2 separate regions of the Capsicum annuum genome follow, and region 2 is linked to region 1. Evidence: chromatin contacts called from public Hi-C data. All regions are on one chromosome and are shown on one strand. Each heading gives the region's core, a stretch centred on a gene start, on an enhancer-like site or on the middle of the called end of the contact. The rest is flanking DNA. Distances are from core to core; before and after follow the strand shown.

Region 1 (6,464 bases), core at 3,629-6,128:
ATAAATAACTTAAAATAATTAATTAGTGATAATATAGTAAAATCACGGAGAAGCTGAAGCAGGTGAAGAAGCAGGCATGTTGACAAAGAGCTGCCTGCTTCTTCAATAAGCAATCATTGTGATTTATAGTACCTTTTATGTAATGTAGTAACTTATGTTACTTGTTTTGTCACTATTTTAGAATTTAGAGAGTCAATCAAATTTTTACTAATATATTTTTAAAAATATTTTAAATTGTTAATCTTTGTGATTTTAGTATCTTTTAATGTAATTTCAAATAATTTATGTTACTTTCTTTATCTCAACCTATGTGACACTATTAGAATTTTAAAAGGCAATTATATTTGCTACTATGTGTTTTTAAAATATTATAAGATGATAATAGTTATGACTTATAAAATTTTTTTTGCATAATTTTAAAATATATAATATTTAACCAAAATAAAAGAAACAAAGTACTAAATTTTCAAAACATGTTAAATTCGAAAACATCATTTGGATCAAAAAATTACTAAATTAAAACATTACAACATGCAAATTATAAAATTCCAAAACTACCCCGGATTTTTGTGATACAAATACTATTTAGATAATCAATCATATTTTTAATGTCTTTAAATATTTTAAATTATTAGCTATTGTAATTTATAATATTCTTTATGTAATTTTCAAATAATATATGTTACTCTCCTTATCCAAATTATTGTGGTATTGATAGTCAATTATTTTCTTAAATAATTTAAGTTTTTAATTATCATGATTTATAATAATTTTTATTCTATTTCAATTTAAGTGGCACTGAAATAAATTCAAAAGGCAATCAAATTTTATGATTAAAGAAGTGAAGCGGATATGTCCTAAATGATTTATAATACCAAATTAGAAGTGATATAGCAAAATTACTATAAGAAAATATTTGTGAAAAAAAAATTAAATGAGTCTCATATAAAATGTCATGTTAATTTAAAATATCAAGAATTAATTTATCATTTTATGTCAATTTTATTTTTTATTAAATATTATTAACTTCTTAATATCTAAATGACTTATAATAATTAATTAGGGGTGATATAGTAAAATTACGATTGAAGCAGCTGAAGCAGACATGTCATAAATTTCTATTTTACCTTTTTTTAAATTAAATATTATTAATTTACTTATACGTAAATGTCTTATAATAATTAATTAAGTGTAATATAGTAAAATCATGGAGCAAACATACGTGCGAAAACTTTTTAAATGAGTCTCACATAAGATGTCCTATTAATTTAAAATATCAAGAATTAATTTATCATTTATGTCTATTTTATTATTTATTAAATATTATTAATTTTTTTAATACTTAAATGACTTATAATAATTAATTAGAGTGATATAATAAAACTACGATTAAAGCAGCTGAAATAGACATGTCATAAATGTCTATTTTACCTTTTTTTAATTAAATATTATTAATTTTCCTATATATAAATGACTTAAAATAATTAATTAGGGATAATATAGTAAAATCACGGGGTAGCTGAAGAAGCAGATATGTTGACGAAGAGTTGCCTGCTTCTTCACACTTATTAATAGTAATATATATATATAAAATCTATCTATAATATATTAAAAGTGTGAAACCCTTAAAAAAGTGATTTGAACTTTTTACCCTTCAGTAAATGTCCTCACTTTAGACAAAATCATCTTTTCACCTTTTTTCTTAAATCATTATAATATTAAATTATTGTTCTAATATTTAGTATTTTAAAGTTAATTAGAGTTCTTTTTTTATCATGGTAAGAAACCACATTATTTAACATTTTTAAATCAGTTAAAATTTACCTTATATAATAAAGGGTTCTTATAATTTTATTAAAACAATATTTATAGAACAAAGAAGATACAAAAAGTGCCAAAATTAGAGGAATCCGTAGGTTGGGTTTTTTTTTTTTTTTTCGGGGGGGGGGGGGGGGGGGGGGGGTTCATGTACCTAAGAGAAATAAATTTGCTAAATTTTTAGTTGGAAAAAAGAGTCCTAACAGCTATTTACATAAAAAGCTATACATGGAAAGGAATAAATTTAATAACCAAAATAATAAAAAAAATTGGAAAGAAAAAAAAATTAAGAAGCAAATATGAGAAAGTATAATAATTATCCTAATATTTAGGACTTTCAAATTAATTAAAATGAGGTAGGTAAGAAATTATAAAATTTAATATGTCTAAATTAATTAAAATTTTACCTTATATAAAAAAAGAATGTCTATAAATTATTATGCTTCTATGTTTTCTTCTTATTTTGATATGTCTATCAATTGTTGTGCTTCTACATTTTCTTCTGATTTTGATATTTGATATTTTGATTGATGATTTATTAAAGTTTTCTTCTTGCATCCCTTATTATCATTCTTTTTTTCTTCTTCATCTTTTTAGTTAATAAAATTTAAATATTATATATGTATTATATATAATTGACAAGGGATTTTCCTTTTTAATAATTTCTCATGTTTCTCTTTCAGTTGAAAAATCATATTAAACGAGTATGTTGCTGCAGAATAAAGTAGCAGGAAAAATCGAAAGTTTCTATCTTTCCCTTTTCGACTACTTTTTACGGAAATTGTATTTCTCCTTCCAACTACTGCAAGTTTTATTCGTTTCACATGTATTTGATAGTTTATAAATATATTTTTTATATATTTTGATAATGTATAGTGCTAAATTTTTCAAAACAACATCATATAACACTATTATTATAGTGATATCAATTGATTCAGTTATTATTTTTCTCCTTTTTGACAGGCTTTTTATGCACTGTTTGTTTGTTGTATCATATAATTCATGTTGAAATATTTTGTTGATAGACGTCGGTGTTTCTTTGTTAAAATTCTTTCCTTAGTTTTTCTTATAATAGTAAAGATATTAATTTGTTGCCCTCTAACACTTCTAACGACATATGAATTGCCCCATATGTCATATCAAAATTTTTTTTAAGCATTTTTTGTCGTCCTATAGCCATTATAGTTTTTCTTAATTTAGTTTAAATTGTTTTTAATGCTTTTATATGATTTTGTATGTATATATTAATTTTTTTATTTAAGTATTTTTCATATTTAATAAAATCATCAATTTATTTTTAATCAAGACATTTTCTTTTATAATATTGTAAAATTGAACTCATTGAAGCGAGGTACACACGTAGAGAGCGTACTCTAAAGTAGTATATATATACATAGGAGAATAACTTTGCATGAGGTTATGCCAAGTGACATCTTAAGAACTAACATCTTACAACAAAATTAATTTTTATAGATTATTAATTATTTTACATTTATTTTATATTTATTTCATATATATATATATATATATATATATATACACTAAAGGAGAATAGTCTTGCATGAGGTTATGCCAAGTGACATCTTAAGAACTAGCCTCTTACAACAAAAATAAGTGTTGTAGATTATTAATTATTTAACATTTATTCCATATTTATTGCATATTTCATATCTCTATATATAATAAAAGAGAATGGTCTTGCATGAGGTTATGCTAAGTGACATCTGAAGAACTAGCCTCTTACTACAAAATTAAATTTTGTACATTATTAATTATTTAACATTTATTAATAAAGGAAAATAGTCTTGCATTAGGTTATGCAAATGACATCTTAAGAACTAACCTCTTACAACAAAAATAAGTTTTGTAGATTATTAATTATTTAACATTTATTTCATATTTTCTATCTATATTAATATTTTTTTTATTATATATAAGAGAGAATAAGTTTTTTTGGTAGTCCTCACATGATTTTTTTTGTTCTCTTTTATCCTTAATTGAAGTTTTTTATTACTTTATAAGTTAACACACATTTTAGTAAATTTTAAAAATTTTAAGGTTTTCTACATGCTACTAAAAATGAAAAAGGTGATTGTGGCCCCCACAAAGCACTCACACATATTTGAGTCATTATTTTTTTTGAATATGTTATTGAACATGTTTCAAATTATATTTGATCTTAACAATTAATTATAAACACATAAATAGTTATTCTATTGTTCAATTTCTAGCCTGATATACGCTTAATTATTGAATTAAAATATTTTTCTCATAATATTATTTGTTGATGTTATTTATAATGTTTAATTTGTAATTTAAATTTTTAGTTATCGATTAATAAGTATAGTTTATTTTATTTTAATTTTATCTGTATTTTTATTTGTGCATGACGACAACATAAGTAATCAACAAAGATTTCATTTATGTAAAATTATATTTTATACTAAAGAATAACCATAATTAAATTTATCATTGTTAAAAACTTTTAAAATGTGTCAAAAATGTTAGTTATAATTCTTTCATTTCAGTCAAAAAATAAATTTCATAATATGATAGTTAGTTAATCTAATTTTATGTGCACACACTTTTAATATAAAATTTACTTGATAAATTATCATATTAAAAATATATAAGAAATATTATTTTTGTATATATTCTGAAAATGCTGAGAGAAAAAGGTAGTTAAAGAAATTAGAATTTGATCTCCTAATAATTTATGATAAAAGCTCAATTTGAGTAATTAGAGATTAGAAACTCAAAAGATTTCAGAAAAATAGAAATTAGAACTTTAATACACGCATTTGTTTTGATTTTTTTTTTTAAATCTAATATTTAAATTAAGAAAAATATTATCCTTTAACTTTTCAATACTATTTTGTACTGTATTATTTTAAAAATCCTTAAAAACTATCACATTGATGTCAAAAAAAATAAAAAAATAAGAACAAGTAAAATTTAAAAATATCTATAATTTTTTTTTAAATGTAAGTTTGGGCCGGGCTTAACACGGGTTAACCGAAACTAGTTATTATGAGAATCCCAAATCTTTGTCGTCCTCACAAGGCCAAAAGTGGAAGTTTGATTCTTTGAGGACATCAATCATCAAGTTACACCTGTCTGCCACTTCATTTCCTATTTTGCACTCATTTTCTCTTATAAGTCCATTCCTACGTGGTGTTTCTAAAGTTGAAGTATATTGATGTTATGCTTCTTTTATTTCATATTAATTTTCTCTTTTTTCTTTTAGCTCTTTTAAAAAAATTATTAGTAAGAAACTTTTCTTAAATTAAATTTTCAGATGTATTAAAATTTAATTGTAAGGATGGAATTTAAAAAATGTAATTAGTTTTGTTTTGAATTTGTAAAATTATTTATAGAAGGATGACAAATAATATAAGATAGAAGGGAGAATCTCCCTTTTAGTAGTCCACACAATTTTTTTTTAAGTACTTAGATATAGGGGTGTTCGTGGGTCGATTTGGGTCGGTTATTGATCGAAACCATAACCAAACCAACTTAGTCGATTTTTAAATTTCTAAAATCAAACCAAACCAACACAAAAAAATAACCATCGGTTTGGTTTTTGTCGGTTTAGTTCGGTTCGGTTTGGTTTTTCGGTTTATAACTTTAGTTAACGATAAAAGTTGAAAGTTTTCTTAAAAAAAATTCAATCCAACATATGAGATGTCAATCGAGTGTTGTTCCTCAACCTTGAAACTAAGATGTTAATTTAGTGTTATAAATTTAGTGTTATACTTACGCAACACCATGGACAATACCATATGAATGCTTCTACAAAAGTGTTTAGAAACTACATATAAGAGAATGATATGGTAAACCCTCTAAAGGATAAACACATAAATTTTTTGCTCAATAGAGACCAAAAAGAAAGTTCAAAACTAGTGATTATTTATTGTCTAATAAACTCACCTATAAAATCCCATAGACAACAAGATAATTTCACAATTAGTATCATTTGCCATTCAAAGTGCGAAAATCGTATAGAGTCTCATAACGTATCATCAACTAGATGGAGACATATGACTAAAAGTACTATGACTAAAGTTAAATTCATGATTAAAATTTAAAATATAAAACATATTTATATTTTATTTAATAATATATAAATAATTTATATATGCATATGTATGTGTGTATACATATATATACATATATATATGTGTGTGTGTGTGTGTATATATATATATAATTTTTATCGGTTCGGTTTGGTTATTTTAGAGTAAACCCAAATCCAAATCACCTAAGTGTCAGTCTTAAAAATTTAAAACCAAATCAAACCAAATATCAATTTTTTTAATCGGTTTGGTTTGGTTCGTGGTTCGGTTTGATTTTTAATCAAACCATGAACACCCCTACTTAGATAGTCACACATGTTTTTTTTTTCATACATATTGTTACATTAGTCCTCATTTATTATTTTATAATATTTTTATTTATATATTTATAATTGAATTATAGATAGTAGTAATCTTTTGTAAATCTGTTCTTGTTCCTTATTTGGTTACTTGTTCTTTTTTACTTATTTTTTATATTAAAAATTAATTACTTTTCTAACTTATTTATTTTTGTAAGTCACAAAAGATTTATAACTTTTTTCTATATCATTATTATTAATAAGTACTTAA
Region 2 (6,723 bases), core at 398-2,897, 160 kb after region 1:
ATGAAAAGATTTTAAATGACTACATTTATATTAAGTCTGATTGGGCGGATCGTTGTATTTTTTGACTTTAATATCATGATATTATCAACTTCGAACGTTGAATTGTATATGTTATTTATTTATCATATCTTCACTGGGTATTTATGAAATTATTGCATCTCAATCTAATAATTAAGAATTCGTTTGTGATTGGTGTTACAAAACTGTTTATTTGAGAAACACTTTTATAAAATAGCTTTTCAGAAAAGTGCTTTTGAAAAAAAATAATTTGTGTTTGATAAATTCATTTAAAAAGTACTTTTCATAAATATATTATATTTGGATAATCTTTTTTAAGAAGTATTTTTTTGAGACAAATGACCAAAAAGGACATGTATTAATTGACTTTTAGTACTAAGATTAATTTATAGAGAAAATTTATTTTAAATAACTATTATAATATTTTATTTTATTTGTATTTAATTAAAAAGTACGTATTCTAAAATTTTCAATCAATATTTATGTATATAAATATATTAAAAATATTAAGTGATGATATATTACTTAAATAATTTAAATATCACTTTTCACGAATTATTTATTTAAAATTAAATATTCAAAAAAAAAAATTGCAAGTGCTATCAAAATATAATCTCATTACGTGATTTATCTGTCATTTGATACCATTAATGATAAAAAATAAAAAGTTTTATATATTTCAGTCATCATCATCAATGATATTTTCAAATTTATTTAAAGAAAATGAGTGAAAATAAACTAATAATATGTAAATCATAAAATAAAATAAAGTATTATGATGTAAATATGAAGTATAAAATTTTAAAATCAAACTTTAATCAAATTTATAAGATATGTTAATTTATTTAAGGATATTTTGTCATGAAAAAAATAATTTTTCTTCTGCTTTTTTTGAAAAATAAAATTTTTCTTCTTCTTCCCAAAAACAAAGAAACTATTTCTGCTTCTCTCTAAAAGCACTTTTGTAAGTTATCAAACACCTTTCTTTCATAAAAAAAATATTTTTTTCTCAAAATAAATATATATATATATATATATATATTTTTTTTTTTTTTTTTTTTTTTATTTTTTTTTTTATTTTTTTTTTTTAAAATAAGCAATTTCAAATAGGGCACTAAGGCGCGTTCGGTCACCTATGATACTAGGACTAATTAATAGACTATGGATTTGTCTTGTAGGTGTAGGTGTGGAATATATGATCTACTCTACACACATATGGAGTGTATGCATAATACATAACAAGTGTATAAAAGTACAGTTAAAATACACACTGAGTATATAAGATTATATCGCAATAATATATTGATCAATTATACATTGTAGACTATTAAAATGTTGAAAAAAAAAGTTTAAAAAATTCTTGTGTGTGGGATTTGTTAGACTATTGTATAGTATAAAACTCTTAATTCAATAAGTATAATTGCGTCCATTCATTAAACTTAATATTGGTAGTTCAGTGTTAAATAAATCATATGATAGTACTAGTACTCCATTACTATATGAATTTTGAGAAAGTATTTGCAAAGGTCAAACCAATAAATTTGGATTTTGTTCATGAGCTAAGCTTCTAGAAGATGAACCAACCACTTTGGTAACAAACCTACCCGTTTGCTTACAAAGTCCTTGCGGATAGGATATGTAGAATTAGATAAATCAGTATTCATCCTTTGACCTCTGACTAAATCATTGCAGGGAAAGCGTCTCATAACCCCATTCACTATTTTATTTGACATTGGGATACATAATTTAAATGGGGTATGAGAAAAATAATCTTTGCCACTTTTACTAATTAATAAACCTGCTCTGATAATATATTATATTTAGATAGGTAAGCATAACTCCATATCCAATGGTTGCTAAATAACTTAATCACTGCATTTTTGGATCTTTCTAGAAGTTAGAGTAGGGAAAGCTGAGAAAATATGTAACAGGTCTTTCAAACATTACATTATCTTAGACGATGAGTTTTAGTAATAAGTAAAAATAAATCAAAATCAACGGCAATTAGAATAAACAAGTATAATTTCTTTAACTAAATTAAGAGGCAAAGGCTTTACATTAAAATACCTCACATTATTTAAAGGCCAAACCCATCGGCAGCATCCTAAATTTGGCACGATATTTCACTTTGGCACCTCAACTGGACGTTGTTCACTTTTGACACCTCAAGTAGCTATAAACTGTGTCACTTTGACACCTTTTGCTGATTCAGCAAAGAGAGCGTATTACACTCGCTTTTGGGCGCGTTTCAGTGGTATTTTTGTAATTTTTGAGAGGTATTTTCATAATTTTTTCATCTTTAAATTTTTTTTAAAATTATTGAAAATGATTAGATAAATCAGCAACAATTGATCTAATGAATTAATGACACATGTTTTATTGACCAAATAATTACAAAAAAGTCTCTCACATTGTCTTCTCCACACAATTTTTCTTTAGCATAACCTCATTAATGGAGGTTGAATTTTTCAAGAATCAATGAAACATACTAACACACTAACAACAATCAAATTACACCCAAAGCAGCAACCCAAAATTCTCCTCTTCCACCCACGACATCATTAACACCCAAAAGAAAAAAAATGTTCATTCCATCAACACACATAAAGAACACAATAAAATACTCCTTTCTTCACCATTTTCTTTTACTAGTGAACAGACACATACGACCTTCTCCATAAATACATAACATCAGTCATCCCTGCATACTTTTAAATAAGAAATACCAAATCAATATTTCTTCAAAACTCCTAAAAAAATGCAAAGAATCACTAAAAATTCAATAAGAAATACCCAAATCAATATTTCTCCAAAACTCCTAAAAAATGCAAAGAATCACTAAAAATTCAATGATTTACTTCTTTGGGTAATTTTATTAAAAACAAAGTGTGCAAAGAAAAATGAAATTATTTAGGAGGGCAAATGCAATTTTTTTTTTGCTTTTCCATAAGGATAGTGGATTTTTTACTAGTAGAAAAGAATCAAAAGGCAAATTGGTCAAAGAAAAAACCTTAAATATTAACAAACTATATGGCATAAAAAGGATTTAATTATTTATGTTTTCTTCCGTTAAATAATTTTTTAACTGAACAGTGGCCTCCTCTTTCTCCATGTCTGAAATTCGTGAAGCTTTTAAGGCGAATCTATCATCCTCAGCGAATGAGGAGGTATGTTTATTTTTCTGAAAAATTCTACCTCCATTAATGGAGGTTCAGCTTCCATTAATGGAGGTTGAACTTAAAAATGTTAGATGGGGAAGATGTGGTCTTTTTTGTAACTATTTAATTAAAAAATTACGTGTCAATAATTTATTGGACACTTAGCCATGTATTTTGATCCTTTTTTGTTTTTTAAAAAATTGTGGGTGTAAATAATGATGTGGCCTTTAAAATGAGTTGACACAAATTAGTTGGCCACTTAATCCATGCTGGAAGCGCGTGTAATTCACGCACTAGAGTTGATGCCGAAAGGTGTCAAAGTGACACACTTTATGACTACTTGAGGTGTCAAAAATGAACAACGTCCAGTTGAGGTGCCAAAGTGAAAGATCGTGCCAAGTTTAGGGGGTCGCCGATGGATTTGGCCTTATTTAAAATTATTTAATTAGGTGGATTATATATGATCGACTTATCATCACATACGACAATACTGGTTCATAAGATAGTTATGACTGCAGTTTCAATTTTCTTTTATTATATTGATTTGACTTAGAATTTAAGAAAGCCAGAAAGATTTTTAACTTTTGTGATCGAAAAATAAAGATAGAGATATACATATGTTCCATAATATTCGAGATTTTAAGGGTTGTTTGGTACAATAGAATGGGATAAGTAAGGATATCCCATGTTTTTGGAGATTCCATGAATTATTTTATCGAATCCTCTACATGGGATAGTAATTTCATCATTTTAGTATAAATGGTAGGACAAAATAGTTTCGGGAATAAGTAATACATCATACCAAATATGAGATAAAGTTAATCCTAAACCTTATTCCTTGTACCAAACAATCCCTTATAGTCTTAAATATGTCATGTTGATGTTGAAATCAAAGAGTGTCAAATCAGCAAAGCAACATTCTTTAGAAATAGACTAAAAAGAAGAGAAGGAAATGAGATCTCTTATCCCTTTATAAAATGAAAATAAAAAAAATGATCTTTTCACATCTCTGTAAAAAATAAAAATCTCTTATCAAAAAACTATAAAACTTTTTTTTTAAAATAAAGGGCTAGAAAACTATTCTCCCAAAAAATAAAGAAAGACAACTTGATTAAACAAAGAGAGTGTTTAATTATTTATTCTTATTACATTCTGGTAGGAGTAACAAAATCAACTCATAGAATTATGACCCGTCTAAATTTTGGTGAGTTAATGACTCACTTATTTTATTAATTCAAGTACCTATTTAATTAGACCTCATCTATGAAATTTTACTGAATATATTATTATTGTAAGTATCCATTTTGATCTACTTAGCTCAATCTCTTTCCCTTTTAAAATTGAGTTGATTTGCAACTCAGATTGATCCATAAGAAAGTTTGTCTAAATATTTTTAAAAAGAATTTCTTTATTTGATATATTGTGGGTGTGTTTGGTATGAAATATTTTCCTAGAAAATGTTTTCATGAAAAAGAAGTTGGTTTCTTACTTATTTTCTTATGTTTGATTGGTGAGTGAAAAATATTTTCTAATGTTTGGTTGGTGAATGAAAAAAATATTTTTCAGAAAATATATTTCAGTGTTTAGCTAAAGAGTAGAAAATACATTTTATAAAAATAATTTTTGACCCCAAAAAATACTTTTTTTCTAGGGTGTGTTAATTATGGAGGAGGAAAATATTTTCTAGAAAAATTAGTTGTTTCTTACTTATATTCTTGTGTTTGTTATCCAAGCAGAAAAATATTTTTTAAAAGTATATGTATATATTTAGTAAAAAACAATGAGAACGAATAAGGTACGAAAAGTGTGTAAGAATTTTTTTGAAAAAAATAAGTTAAAAAAATCTTTTTTTTAGGGGGAGCTGGTGTTGAGTGGACGGGTAGGGGGAGGGGTGGGGGAGGTCAAAATAGATGGTAGGGGTGATATAAGAAAAATGTTTTGAGTTTTTTATGAAAAAATTAAAATAATAATTTTCTTGGGGGAGAAGCAGTAGGGGGCGACGGCTAGTAGGGGTAGGGTGTGAGGGTGGGGTAAGAAAAAAATTATTTTCTTAAAAATAAATTTAAAAACTTACTTTTTTTTTTGGAGGAAGGGGGGTTGGTAGAGGTGGGAGTTGGGTGGGGGGATAAGAAAAAAGTTTGAATTTGTTTTTAAAAAATTAAATATTTTTTGTAAGGGGGTTGCGTCACGACCCTAAACCCAAGGGTCATGATGACACTTATCGCGACAAATATTGACAAGTAAGACTATCACACAAACTCATACAAGAAGGGAACATAACAACAATAACCCAAAGTAAGGCTTTTGAAACAAAGCCGAACCACACAATATAATAAAAGCGGAAGAATATAATCAAAGATATCATACAATAATTCCAAAACCTAGTGTCATAGTGTAAGAACTAATTAGTACAACTCGAGACCAAAATACATAAGATATCCAAAACAGGACTAACTCTATCTCTGAATGCAAAATAAAGATACAGACTAAATAAAGAAAGGTAGTAGTCAACTCCGAAAGCAAGGATCCAACCACTACCTCAGATATCTCTAAATGTCTCTCAAATCAACCACCATGAGGCACACTCGAACCTAGCACTGCACTAAAAGAGTGCAGTAGGAGTGAGTACGGTTCAGTAGGTATCATCAGCCAACTGAGAAATGTAGAAAATAAAGCATACAAAATACGCACCAAAAGCACGTCACATGCAATAATAAAATATCCATATCCTACAATGACAGCTCATACCGTCTTCACTAACAGTTCTATAATATTCACATTCATCATAGCAAATACGAGAAAGAAAGACAAGTAGACAGATATCATACATAAAAATACAAAGAAAGAATACACATAAATAGGTATCACATCAAGAAAAAAATACATCACAGATATGTGCAAAGTAAATACAAATGCAATGTAGATGATGCTGGTAATGATAATGGTGATGGTAATGATGATAATGATAATGATGCTCGAGGTTGTCGCACAACCTCCATATACACCAACGAAGCTAAAGCTTCCCGGTGTAGGACCCATGGGGATTTGTCAACCCGTATACAATTAATATCCATAACTCCCCTATGGCACATCCTTCGGTAGTGGGTTTTAAGGATTTCACATTTTCTGTCAGAAAAAGTCAGTGTTTCCAATATTTCTAGAATTTTTATGGTGGTACCAATGTTTCATGAATGTCTATGATATGTGGATGTAATGTTCACAACTAACTAGAATGAGTATTTCTATATCCAACCAAGTTAGCCAATAATCCACTCAATATTTTCAATCATCCATGAATACCAACGTAAACCATATGTCAAGGGAGTAGAATACAATTAAGTACTTCACTAATACTATATTAGGCTTTTTGATTTAACAAGACACAATTTATTCCATATGTACACAGCCAATAACATCACGTAGGATCCCACACAGTCAAACCTAACAAATAATATTTTGAAATCACCAAATACAATAATATATAGGCCTCCACACAGGCACAACTGTAATGACGTAAATTTTGATAAATTATGTAAAAATATGTGTT

The links. Hi-C and Micro-C count contacts between places; a contact is called where the count stands out from the background.
Region 2: a Hi-C map of placenta shows a contact between it and region 1, with 2.5 times the contacts expected there. The contact joins two enhancer-like sites. A contact is called at or near these places in 2 of 5 Hi-C or Micro-C datasets (leaf and placenta).

The regions. Positions count from the first base shown.
Region 1 is chr7:113,558,808-113,565,271 of UCD10Xv1.1, forward strand. No RefSeq gene overlaps it. Among protein-coding and RNA genes, the nearest start is that of LOC107877896, 190 kb to the right of the region's middle. Within about 2 kb of position 4,879, at least 1 of the 5 cell types and tissues checked has an H3K27ac peak or open chromatin away from gene starts, as enhancers often do.
Region 2 is chr7:113,717,829-113,724,551 of UCD10Xv1.1, forward strand. No RefSeq gene overlaps it. Among protein-coding and RNA genes, the nearest start is that of LOC107877896, 29 kb to the right of the region's middle. Within about 2 kb of position 1,648, at least 4 of the 5 cell types and tissues checked have an H3K27ac peak or open chromatin away from gene starts, as enhancers often do.